Linked DNA regions of Mus musculus: region 2 is linked to region 1. A link is a contact called in public HiChIP or PLAC-seq data. All regions are on one chromosome and are shown on one strand. The core of a region is the stretch at or near the end of the contact, and the rest is flanking DNA. Distances in the headings are between cores, read along the strand shown. Region 1 has its middle 57 kb from the start of 4930555A03Rik. Region 2 has its middle 6.0 kb from the start of Adgrl4.

Region 1 (5,397 bases), core at 2,039-4,538:
TGAGAGGCTAAGCGGAGAAAAAGAAGAAATACACGGTGAGTGATTTTTAATATTATGATCCCGACTCTTTTTAATTTTTCCAAGGATTTTATTTCTATAATACATCTTATTCTTTTTCCCTATCATCCTCACTATGTATCAGATAATTTGTTTTCAGCCAATAAGCCCTCTTCATTTCAATCTAAAAACAGTATCAGTTCCAGTACCAGGGAGTAAAGCTAAGGTTTTAAACATGGAAGACAACCCCTCTACCATCGTGTCACTTCCTAACTACCCTCGCCTCTACCAATAAGCTTTATACACTCAAATTCTCTTTCTCTACCGCCACATCCTCTGCCCTTCCTTAGAGATGGCTTTGGGGACTTGTCAGTTATATTTGCTTACTACATTCAACTAAGTGACATCATGAAACTGCTGGTAGCTGGGAGATGTCACAGCCAAGAAATGAATGAAATGAATGGATAATCAGTCACCTTATGGTCCTCTCAACACAGCCTTGAAGACAGCTCACCAGTGTTTCCCCTTTTGAAATATTTTATTCACTAGGCTTATGAAATACAAATATGTTTCTTCTCAGGGGATAGCAGCTCAGATTAAATATAGGAGGACATTTAATTTATATGAACCTATCTTTAGCAGTAATCAACTCAATATATGTCTATATTATGTACGTATATAGCAAGCATTTGAAAATAGTCCATAGCTCTATACGGAGAAGAAGGTTTTTGATACAATAAAAAGTAATATTAAGGAGTTGTGAAGGAAGGGCTAAAGTCTTTATCATAAGTGGTATAGTCCAAAGAAGAAGGTGAAACCGTTTTATGTAAATGAAATGACTGCCAACTCAAGATCAATGGTTTCTACAAAGTTTTTGGTGAATGAAACAGAAGTCCACAGTTGCAGACTGCAAGTATTTCTGTGAAATGAACAAAAATTGTTCTTGCTTCAGCAGATCTCTGCGATTGAGTTCATAGAAAGGGAACGCTCTCACAATCGAAATAGTAATGGGCTGTATCGATAACTGAAAGCAGCACAAATTGAGTGCCAACCATACGAGAAGAAAGCGCCCCCAGTTCACCGAGTCAATAAAGATCACAGCGCTCCTATCATGCTTGGATTGCAGTTATTAATCACACTACCCACTAACAGCAGCTGATGATGGATAATCACCCATGCTATGGTGTCAGGTCTGTCGAGAACCAGGCAGACTTCGGACACATATTTGAGACCCAACAGATTGTCAGAATCCACAGTTCTGTACATGCTCAAATCAGTTGCTTTATTGTTATTGAATGCATCAAGAGGAAAAACGACAGAAGAACACTCCTTTAGATTTCTTGGATTGTTTTGAAATTCAGGTGAATTTGTGACACATTGATCATGAACATGAAAGTTATTAGAAGCAATTGTTCCATAATAAAAATTGAGTGCTTGTAACGTGATTATGGCGCAAACATCTGCCACTCATGCAGACAGCATTCTGTAAACCCATCAGCCTAACTGTTTTCCCTTCTGATTGTATCAGGATAGCTTGCGGCATGACAGTGATTTGAGTGGCAGGCACCTACCCAGGTGTGCAGTGTTGCATGCTCAAGTTTTGTTTGTGGGAATCATCCCTCCTTGAAAAATGTAAATTTTTAAAGTTTTTTTCTATTGGAAAAAAAAGGCATATAAGGGATCCTCTTACCTTGCTACCTTTTCTCCTTAAAAAGTTCAGGTTTTTATAGTTCCCCGCTTCCATAAATATTTTACTAACTTTTTAAATTGACTTTTTGGTTTTGTAATGAGAAATACCATGAATTATTTAAAAACCCCAGACAGGAGAAATATATGTATGTGCATAGAGAGATAACAATATATAGATATATACACCGTGTAGTACAATAGAGAAAGACAATATTCCAAAATAATGAAAGCGTTCAGTATATGTTTAAACAAGGTTAACAATCTCATACTTACCTTTACAGAACATCCAAAGTTATCTTCAATTTTTTAAGTTTTTTTTTTTCATGGCAGGTTTAATATCTGTCATATGGAATTGCAGGGAGGCGTGTGCTGTGAAATCCTCATTGAGCAAGTTAACATGTCAGATTGGAGGGGACTCGTGAGGCCATCTAGGAGCATGGAATTCCCTTCCTGATATGCCTCCTGACAAAAATCTACCCAGTGTGTTTGTAAGTCATTGTTCCATGCTAGAAAGAAAAAAAAAAAAAAAAAACATATTTTAGAACAAAGCCAGCCTAACCTGCATATACTTCCACAGAAATAAACCACACAATAAAAGTTATCTTAGAGCTGGGCATAGCAGTGCAAGCTTTTAATCCCAGCACTCAGGAGGCAGAGGCAGGCAGATTTCTGAGTTCAAGGCCAGCCTGGTCTACAGAGTGAGTTCCAGGACAGCCAGGGCTACACAGAGAAACCCTGTCTCGAGAAAAAAAAAGAAAAGAAAAAAGTAAAGAAAGTAAAAATTATGTAAAATAATGTATTGGTTTTCTGGCATAACTAATTACTTCAGTTGTTCTTAGAAAGTTTATACTGAAATATGCTAATAAACATGAACACTTCTGTTAACAAAATAATTATAATGTCGCCTATACACTGAGATCACTTTGATCAAAGCATGACAGTTTCCATCTTTGTTAAGACTGAAGAAAACAATCAAACAGAACTGAGAAAGAGAGGAAGCACAGTCTGGGTCACCACTCCTTCCTTCCCATGTTCTTTCTCCTTACATGCATGTGATCACGGGATGGGGTCATGGACCAGACTCTGAAAACAGCTATGGACCTTTATGTAGCTTGGGCAGACTCTGGTCCCTTCCTAATCAGCTCATCCTCTCTCTTCAATTGTATCACTGTTGAAGCTGGTTTCATACATTGTGTGTTTATTCGTCAAGCAGAAAATTGACTGAGGAAGAAAGAGAATTCTTCAAAAGAAGAAAACAATGAACAGTGACTCCCATAGGCTTGGGCCAGAGCTTAGCTAAGGAAGAAACCAGATTCCTTTTCTCCTTTTTTTTTGTTTTTTGGGTTTTTGTTTTGTTTTGTTCTCTTTTCAGTCAAATAGCCTCAAAGACAAGTTGGCCCTCATGATCAAATGTTTGTCTTTGAATAGTTGGCTGGCATCCTCTGAATCAAGTCGTTAATCAGAGGAATGTTCCAGTGGCTCTCCTCAATGTTTAGCACTAAGAGGACAGGAATCTAGACTCCAATCCAACTCTGTTATTCTTCTGTTTATACTGAGAGGACGTGAGTAATGCCCATTCTTCAGATTCAAGATTCCATTGTTTGAACAATGAAGACGAAAACATCCAGGGAGTTCACTACAGTTCCTACTGACTCATATCTTTTACAGTGTCTCTCAGACAAACCTTTTTAAGCTTTTTTTGACAAAAGGCAAATAAAACCTTTTATCCACTTTGAGCTAGGAAGAGTTGAGATACAATTGGGTTAAGAATTGTCCTTTGCCAATCTTAGGTCATAAAAGAAAACTAGATGTGTTATATGTTTTAAGAAAAATTACATTCCTTTCTAGACTGCAGTTCATAAGTGAAAGAAAGACATTCTTAAACACTCGATCATTCACAGTCTTAATATATTTGTAATTGGGCTGGAGAGACAACACAATGGCTCAGAGCTGGTGCTGTTCTTGCAGAGGAGATATTCAATTTAGTGCTAAGCACCCGTGTCAGGCTCACACAGTCATCTGGAATTCCAGCTCTAAGGCCTCCTGACGACTCTGGACTCTGCTGAAAACTACTTACTTCTGAATAGCTGGTGTACAATAGATTCTTAATTAATATTTGATGGATAGATTGATAATTTACTTGGACTTGGGTCCTAAGTTCTTCTTGAGTATGGGTTGCAAACTGTTGTTGCTGTTATGGTTGTTGTTTTTGTTGTTGTTGTGTTATTGTTGTGTTGTTTTGTTTTTCATATGAGTCATATTTTTTTCATATGTGTCTTTACAGACACATTCTTGATATTTCAGTTATCCTGAGTACACTGTAGAAATCTATAAAAAATGCATCATTTACTATACTTTTTTAGTTATCTGTTCTGTGATGATAGAAACTCAAGTAGACCATCTTTGTGTGGATGAGGTTGAAGTGTGGACTAAAAGGATGAGGATAACACGAGAGGTCTGAGAATGATGCAGGTTACAATATGGCCCTCCCTGTCAATGTATAGTAATTGATTCTGGAGCTTTGCCAAGTCTTCATGTCCTACAAACTCATAAATACATAACCAAGAAGAAGCTGACTTCCTAAGTCTAACAAATCCCTCCAATGTAAAGCTACGTACAGTTTTCAGCACACTGTACTGTATTCAACCATTCCCTTACACAGACAGGTAGCTCTTGCTCTTTGTGCTAAGTCCCTGAAGTGCTTTTTGGAGATTTTTTTTTTTTTTTTTTTACTTCTGCTGAATAAGAATCAGGAAAAGTGGAAGTCTCCAGTTCTCAACTAGCCACATAAAGATCGTTTTCCATGCAGCTACCAATTAAAGCTTCCAACTACCTAAGCTTGTTCCTGGCTCAGTGACATACAATTTGGTTCAATACTAGTCTATCAGATGGAGTCTCATTACACAGCTCTCATTTTTCTCTCAACCAAGGTGGTAGATCATGAGTTCTGTCCTCTCATGGTATCCAGTGGTACAACTACAGCACATAGAACAATGTTTCAATTGATAATAATTCTATTCCACTGTTTAAGTTAGTTATATTAAGGAATGAATTCATGCATGTTCTACTTAATATTTTGGTTTAAAGTTGGTTTCTCACATTTATTGTAAGAGTACAACACAGAAGCCTGGTTGTATATTTGTACAGAATTATAATTATTCAAGTTATTTTAGGAAGGAAAGCCTAATAATAAAACAAGTTTACTTTGGAGTCTGTGACCTGATGGTGACTTATATTTTTAGCCATAATGCTGCAGCATCAAGAGACTACTTTTCTAAGTAGCAATGTTGAGTAGAATTCTAACACAATGCCATTGAAATCATGGCAGACTATAATTTTAAGAAGCTAAGAAAAAGTTGCCCAGAATCCTAGATGGAAAAGAAATCTAATGACGCATTATTGGTTAATTGTGAGGATCATATGCCTAGATCCTTCTTTTCTTCATTATGTCCATAACAATTTGCTGAAAATATCAGAGTCTAATACTCTGTCTTTTGGAATCACAGATAACCATAAAAAACAAATCATTCTTGTAGGTTCACAACTTATAACACATAACTGCCTGAACATGAGAAGTGAGTTCAGATGACTTGACAGCAAGCAGCACTTCTACACTATTTGACTATGCTCTGTGCAATTATGGGACAGACTCTTTACATTCCTGGAAAACAGCTGCAACTGGGATGAGAAATGGGACTTTTATCAGGAAAG
Region 2 (5,397 bases), core at 1,270-3,769, 80 kb after region 1:
TGAGAGGATTTTATGTTGACATATGCACAAAATTAATCCCTACATTTGACAGCCTTATAAGTCCTTTGGAAAACAGAAGACAACAAAACAAACAAGAGATTTAGCCATTCTACTGACAAGGACAGGAGGGAAATGGAACAAAATTAGTGTATTTACAGGACAACCTTTAAGACCATAATAACATAGTGCCTCTCAAATGCTGTGGTAATGGACCACAGAAAATGGTAAACAAGAGGCGTCGTTTAAATGTTGTACAAATCAACCTTATCAACTTTAGCTCCCAAAATAAAAGTGGTGCACGAAATTAATTTCCACTTTCCAAAGTGGGTGGGGGGGACTGCGAACAAAGGACTCACAACTTCAGTGATGTGCAGTCTTATAAACTTTCCAAATGTTCTTTTCCTTAACTTCAAGCAAAACAACTTTTATGCTAAAAGATACAGGGTTTTGGGGAAGCAAGAGGAGATATGTTGCTAATGACAGAATCCTGAGGTTGAAATAAAATCAATAATAAATCTGGCTAGTAATAATATATTAGTATTTCTGTAGGAGCATTAGTGAGTTACTTAATAGAAACTAGAAAACACTAAACTAGTATTTATATAGGTTTTTTAAGGATATGAAGTTTTATAAATATTAATTATAGCAGGATGTAATGATTATCTTCTAATTCAATTAGACAAAATGATATACACACTCTAAATGGATTCTCAACCTTAGGCTTAAGGGTCAATTATGCGAGCAGTAATTAGCTTACTTTGGTTTTCAATAATTAAATTCATTGCTAACTATCAATGTAAGTTAGAAATCTTTCTGTTTTAAAATTATGCATTTTATTAAGACTGGTTCATAAGTATCTAGATTCTACATAAGAAAGAAAGAAAGAAAGAAAGAAAGAAAGAAAGAAAGAAAGAAAGAAAGAAAGAAAGAAAGGAAGGAAGGAAGGAAGGAAGGAAGGAAGGAAGGAAGAGATAGCGAGAAAGGAAGAAAGAGAGGAAGGAAGAGAGAGAGAGAGAGAGAGAGAGAGAGAGAGAGAGAGAGAGAGAGAGAGAAAGACTCTTAGAAGTGAGGATATAATTTAGTAGGAGAGTCTTTGAATGATATGAGAAAGCCTCCAATGGAACAGAAGCGGAACCCTCATATAAGTAAAGAATTTCAAAAGTTCTGCCTGAAGCAATCATATTTAGCCACAAAAATAATGGTTTGCTTCCTCCTTACCACCGGCTGTATCTTAAGTAATTTTACTTACTTTTCTCAAACAAGATTCAGTTGAAAAATATGATTTTTAGCATTTTTAAAAGATTTTCACCTGGTGGTGATGGTGCAAGCCTTTATCCCAGCACTTGGGAGGCAGAGGCAGGCAGATTTCTGAGTTCGAGGCCAACCTGGTCTACAGAGTGAGTTCCAGGACAGCCAGAGCTACACAGAGAAACCCTGTCTTGAAAAAATAAATAAATAAAAAGTAAAAAGGTGCAGTTTTCAGCTGTGTTTGTGCCTGTCCCCCAACCCCACAATTCATTTGTGGAAAGCTCTTGGAAATGCTCCCAGGTCCTAAAAGCATCCTTGTGGATGAGGGAATACAACACTGTTAGCCATACAGGAAGGAAGCATAAAAGCAGTGACAACAACTGCACCTTGTGTGACCAAGATCAAGATGGAGAGTGAGAGGCAAGAGTAATGAATGGTTACCCACTGTAACTAAATAAGAGACCGTAGAGATGTGATACAAGTGGTTTGTAAAATAATGTTAAACATAAACCAATAAAATAAAGCTACCTGATAGCCTCTTATTGGTGATGCTAATTTATGAGTTATCTGCCCAAAATGCCATATGATATTGGGACTTTTGAAAGATGAGATGATGACCTTCAAATTTGTCCAATCACTTCATTAGGCGTAAACATGTATTTGCAACCAATGAAGCATCTTAGTACTGTTTATGATTATTTATAGTGTACACTGAGAAATGCTGAAAATTAAGAACCTGATACCCATTATTTAAAAAAAAAACTAAAAAATAAGATAGAATACAAAAGATGATCAGTTAATGCAACTTAGACTTTCAAAGAATTTTCTCCTTCTTAAGCCAATATCCCTTCCCAGAGGTTATTAATAAAACATGTTGTAGACGGAAATTAAATCTTAGCCAAGTTTAAAGGTGTGTGACAAAGTAGAGAAAGCCTAAAACTCTAATTCCCAATGTGCTTGGAAGTTACAACAGATGCTATCAGGGGCTCTAGACCATGGTTGTATCATTCATTTGCTCATCACCAACAATGGATGTGACTTGCTCTTACTAATCAGTTATAATTTTCCTGAAATAAATGAGCAATTGTGACAAATTTTCACAAGATAAAATAAACTGGCAGTTGAAAAACCCAAAGGTAGATCAAGTTTAATCTAAAGTATACTGCACTGCAAAACTAAAGAAATGGTTTAAATTACTAATGTGTCCTGATGGCGTTGGTAACCTCTAGAGATATTACTCAGAGCAATGGGATGAGCCAGAGCAATCAACTATGAATGAATCAGCACTATGACATGTGGAACGCAGAGTTAAAATGTGTAGCACTATTAAATAGAAAGCTATCTCACCACAGTGTCTGTTTTAGAAGTGCTGCCCTCTGGAAAGATGAGTTCAGCTGAATATTTGTATGACATGAACAAGGTCCAAACAAAGGAAGATAAATTAATGAAACAATTTGGAAGTCTGATAAAAGGCAAATAATTAGCATAGATTCTTTCTTCCTCTCCCTCTCTCCTCCTCCCTCCCTTTCATTGCTCTGTCTCTTGCCTCCCTCCTCCAGCCCCTCTTTTCCCACTGCCTTTTTCTACCTTCCTTTCTTTATCCATAAGAAAAAGGCACTATTCCTAAGTTTGGGTGGAACCTTAAGGGAGAACTAGCCATGTAGAATAGAAACATGTAAACTGTTACTCAGAATAATGGAAAGGTGTAGTGATTTTTCTGAAGGTCACCGAACAATGGAGTGACCAGCCGGGGAAGAAACTCTGGTCCCCACCCTTACGTGCAACACTGAAGTCTCCACTACTGAACAAGTACAGTCTATTGGGAAAACCTGTTTTCTCATCCACTACTGTATTTTCCAATGGGCCCACTCCTACTCTGCGTTTACTTGAGTGCTGTTGTCAGAATTCTTGTTTTCACTTGTGAACAAGGAGATGTTGATTAGCTGAGATGTCACCTAAGTCCTATTCTTGATATATTTACAAAGATACAATATATTGCAGTCTATAAAGACACAGGTTTTGAAAATTGTATGCAGTGCCTAGTTCTGGACATTGAAATATCTTCTGATTCCTCCATTCTTAAATTAACTAGGAGACACAGTGGAAAGCACCCCTCCACATCCCATTTGGGAACTAGGAATTTCTGTTCACATAACTAAGTTTAGGTGTGATGTTTGTTCCTTTTGTTTTGTTTTGTTGATGATGATGATGATGCTTTAATTAGTTGTGGAAAAAAATAGCCTATGCAGTTCCAGTGGCACTGAAGACACCTGAGGCAAGAATTTCTAGCTAATCTTCTAAATCAAAACACAAAACATCATTTTGAACAAATTTCACTACATATTATTGTATAAATGCATCCACTTATTGAGGCAGTCAGTGAAAGCCACTGTTTCTGCTATCCTTGTTGCTCTGACACAACAGCATCTCACCAGGCTAGCCTGGAACTCACTATGCAGGCAGGGCACAAGCCTAGAACGCCCAGCAATATTTCTGCTTCAGCCTTCAGCCTCCCAAGTGCAGCAGCATCTATCAATCAGCCATTGTTTAGTTACATAATGACCATGGTGATTTCATGTATGAAAGAATTAACTACAGACCTATACCCATGACCTTTGTGTTCTAAGAAACTTCGTTAACTCAGCTATTAAAAAAAATGAATTTATGAAATTCCTAGGCAAATGGATGGACCTGGAGGGCATCATCCTGAGTGGGGTAACCCAATCACAAAGGAACTCGCACAATATGTACTCACTGATAAGTGGATATTAGCCCAGAAACTTAGGATACCCAAGATATAAGATACAACTTGCTAAACGCATGAAATTCAAGAAGAAGGAAGACCAAAGTGTGGACACTTTACCCCTTCCTAGAAATGGGAACAAAACACCCATGGAAGGAGTTACAGAGACAAAATTTGGAGCTGTGACAAAAAGATGGACCATCTAGTGATTGCCATATGCAGGGATCCATCCCATAATCAGCTTCCAAACGCTGACACCATTGCACACACTAGCAAAATTTTGCTGAACTGACCCAGATATAGCTGTCTCTTGTGAGACTATGCCGGAGCCTAGCAAACACAGAAGTGGATGATCACAGTCAGCTATTGGATGGGTCACACGGCCCCCAATGCAGGAGCTATCTCAAAAGCCCCCCATACCCACCCCCCATTCCCCTACCCACCCACTCCCACTTTTTGGCCCTGGCGTTCCCCTGTATTGGGGCATATAAAGTTTGCAATTCCAATGGGCCTCTCTTTCCAGTGATGGCTGAATAGGCCATCTTTTGATACATATGCAGCTAGAGACACGACCGGGAGGTACTGGTTAGTTCATAGTGTTGTTCCACCTATTGGGTTGCAGATCCCTTTAGCTCCTTGGGTACTTTCTCTAGCTCCTCCATTGGGGGTCCTGTGATCCATCCAATAGCTGACTGTGAGCATTCACTTCTGTGTTTACTAGGCCCCTGCATAGTCTCACAAGAGACAGCTATATCAGGGTCCTTTCAGCAAAATCTTGCAAGTGTATGCAATGGTGTCAGCGTTTGGAGGCTGATTATGGGATGGATCCATGGATATGGCAGTTTCTAGATGGTCCATCCTTTTGTCTCAGCTCCAAACTTTGTCTCTGTAACTCCTTCCATGGGTTTTTTGTTCCCAATCACCAGATTTACACTAAGGAAAAAGTCTAAGGAAGGCGTGAGAAGGGGCATAGAATCCCTATGTGGGAATATAGTATCCCTGTGTGGGAACATGGTATCCCTATGTGGGAACTATAAACATGGCTCTGGGGAATGTCTTCATACTCACTGTATACTAATGCCCCGCGTTTAGGTGTGTTGAATGTTGCAAGTAGGATGTTGGTATGCCTTGTGTACCACATTGTGTTACACATAGTCCTCTGTCAGGTGCATGTTGCTGCTCCCATGTAGTGGGACAATTAAGTATCCGTAATACTTTTACCAGAGTCCACTCAGTATGAAGTCAACTGCTAAGCCTAGACTTTCACTGCAAAAACCTTCCAATGTAAAATCTGCCCTTCCCAAGAACGTCTCAAAGCTCTCCCGTTAGTTTTGGCTCTTAGAAACTGAACTAACAAAGTCCTCACATTTTGTCATAGAATGCACCAATGCACAAAAGCACAATCA

What was found. HiChIP or PLAC-seq counts read pairs in DNA pulled down with a chosen protein or histone mark.
Region 2: a contact with region 1 is called in a CTCF HiChIP or PLAC-seq map of the NIH/3T3 cell line, with 15 read pairs. The contact joins two enhancer-like sites. A contact is called at or near these places in 1 of 39 promoter capture datasets (embryonic stem cells), 1 of 15 datasets of contacts at CTCF or cohesin (the NIH/3T3 cell line), 2 of 484 Hi-C or Micro-C datasets (muscle stem cells and nephron progenitors), 4 of 115 datasets of contacts at active chromatin or transcription factors (the NIH/3T3 cell line, cardiomyocytes, heart atrium and 1 more) and 1 of 9 other capture datasets (adipose tissue).

What each region holds. Positions count from the first base shown.
Region 1 is chr3:151,348,658-151,354,054 of GRCm38.p6, forward strand. No RefSeq gene overlaps it. Among named protein-coding and RNA genes, the nearest start is that of 4930555A03Rik, 57 kb to the left of the region's middle. Within about 2 kb of position 3,289, at least 42 of the 459 cell types and tissues checked have an H3K27ac peak or open chromatin away from gene starts, as enhancers often do. A contact at or near this core is called in the NIH/3T3 cell line and muscle stem cells, where this site is marked.
Region 2 is chr3:151,429,157-151,434,553 of GRCm38.p6, forward strand. No RefSeq gene overlaps it. Among named protein-coding and RNA genes, the nearest start is that of Adgrl4, 6.0 kb to the right of the region's middle. Within about 2 kb of position 2,520, at least 24 of the 459 cell types and tissues checked have an H3K27ac peak or open chromatin away from gene starts, as enhancers often do. A contact at or near this core is called in the NIH/3T3 cell line and muscle stem cells, where this site is marked.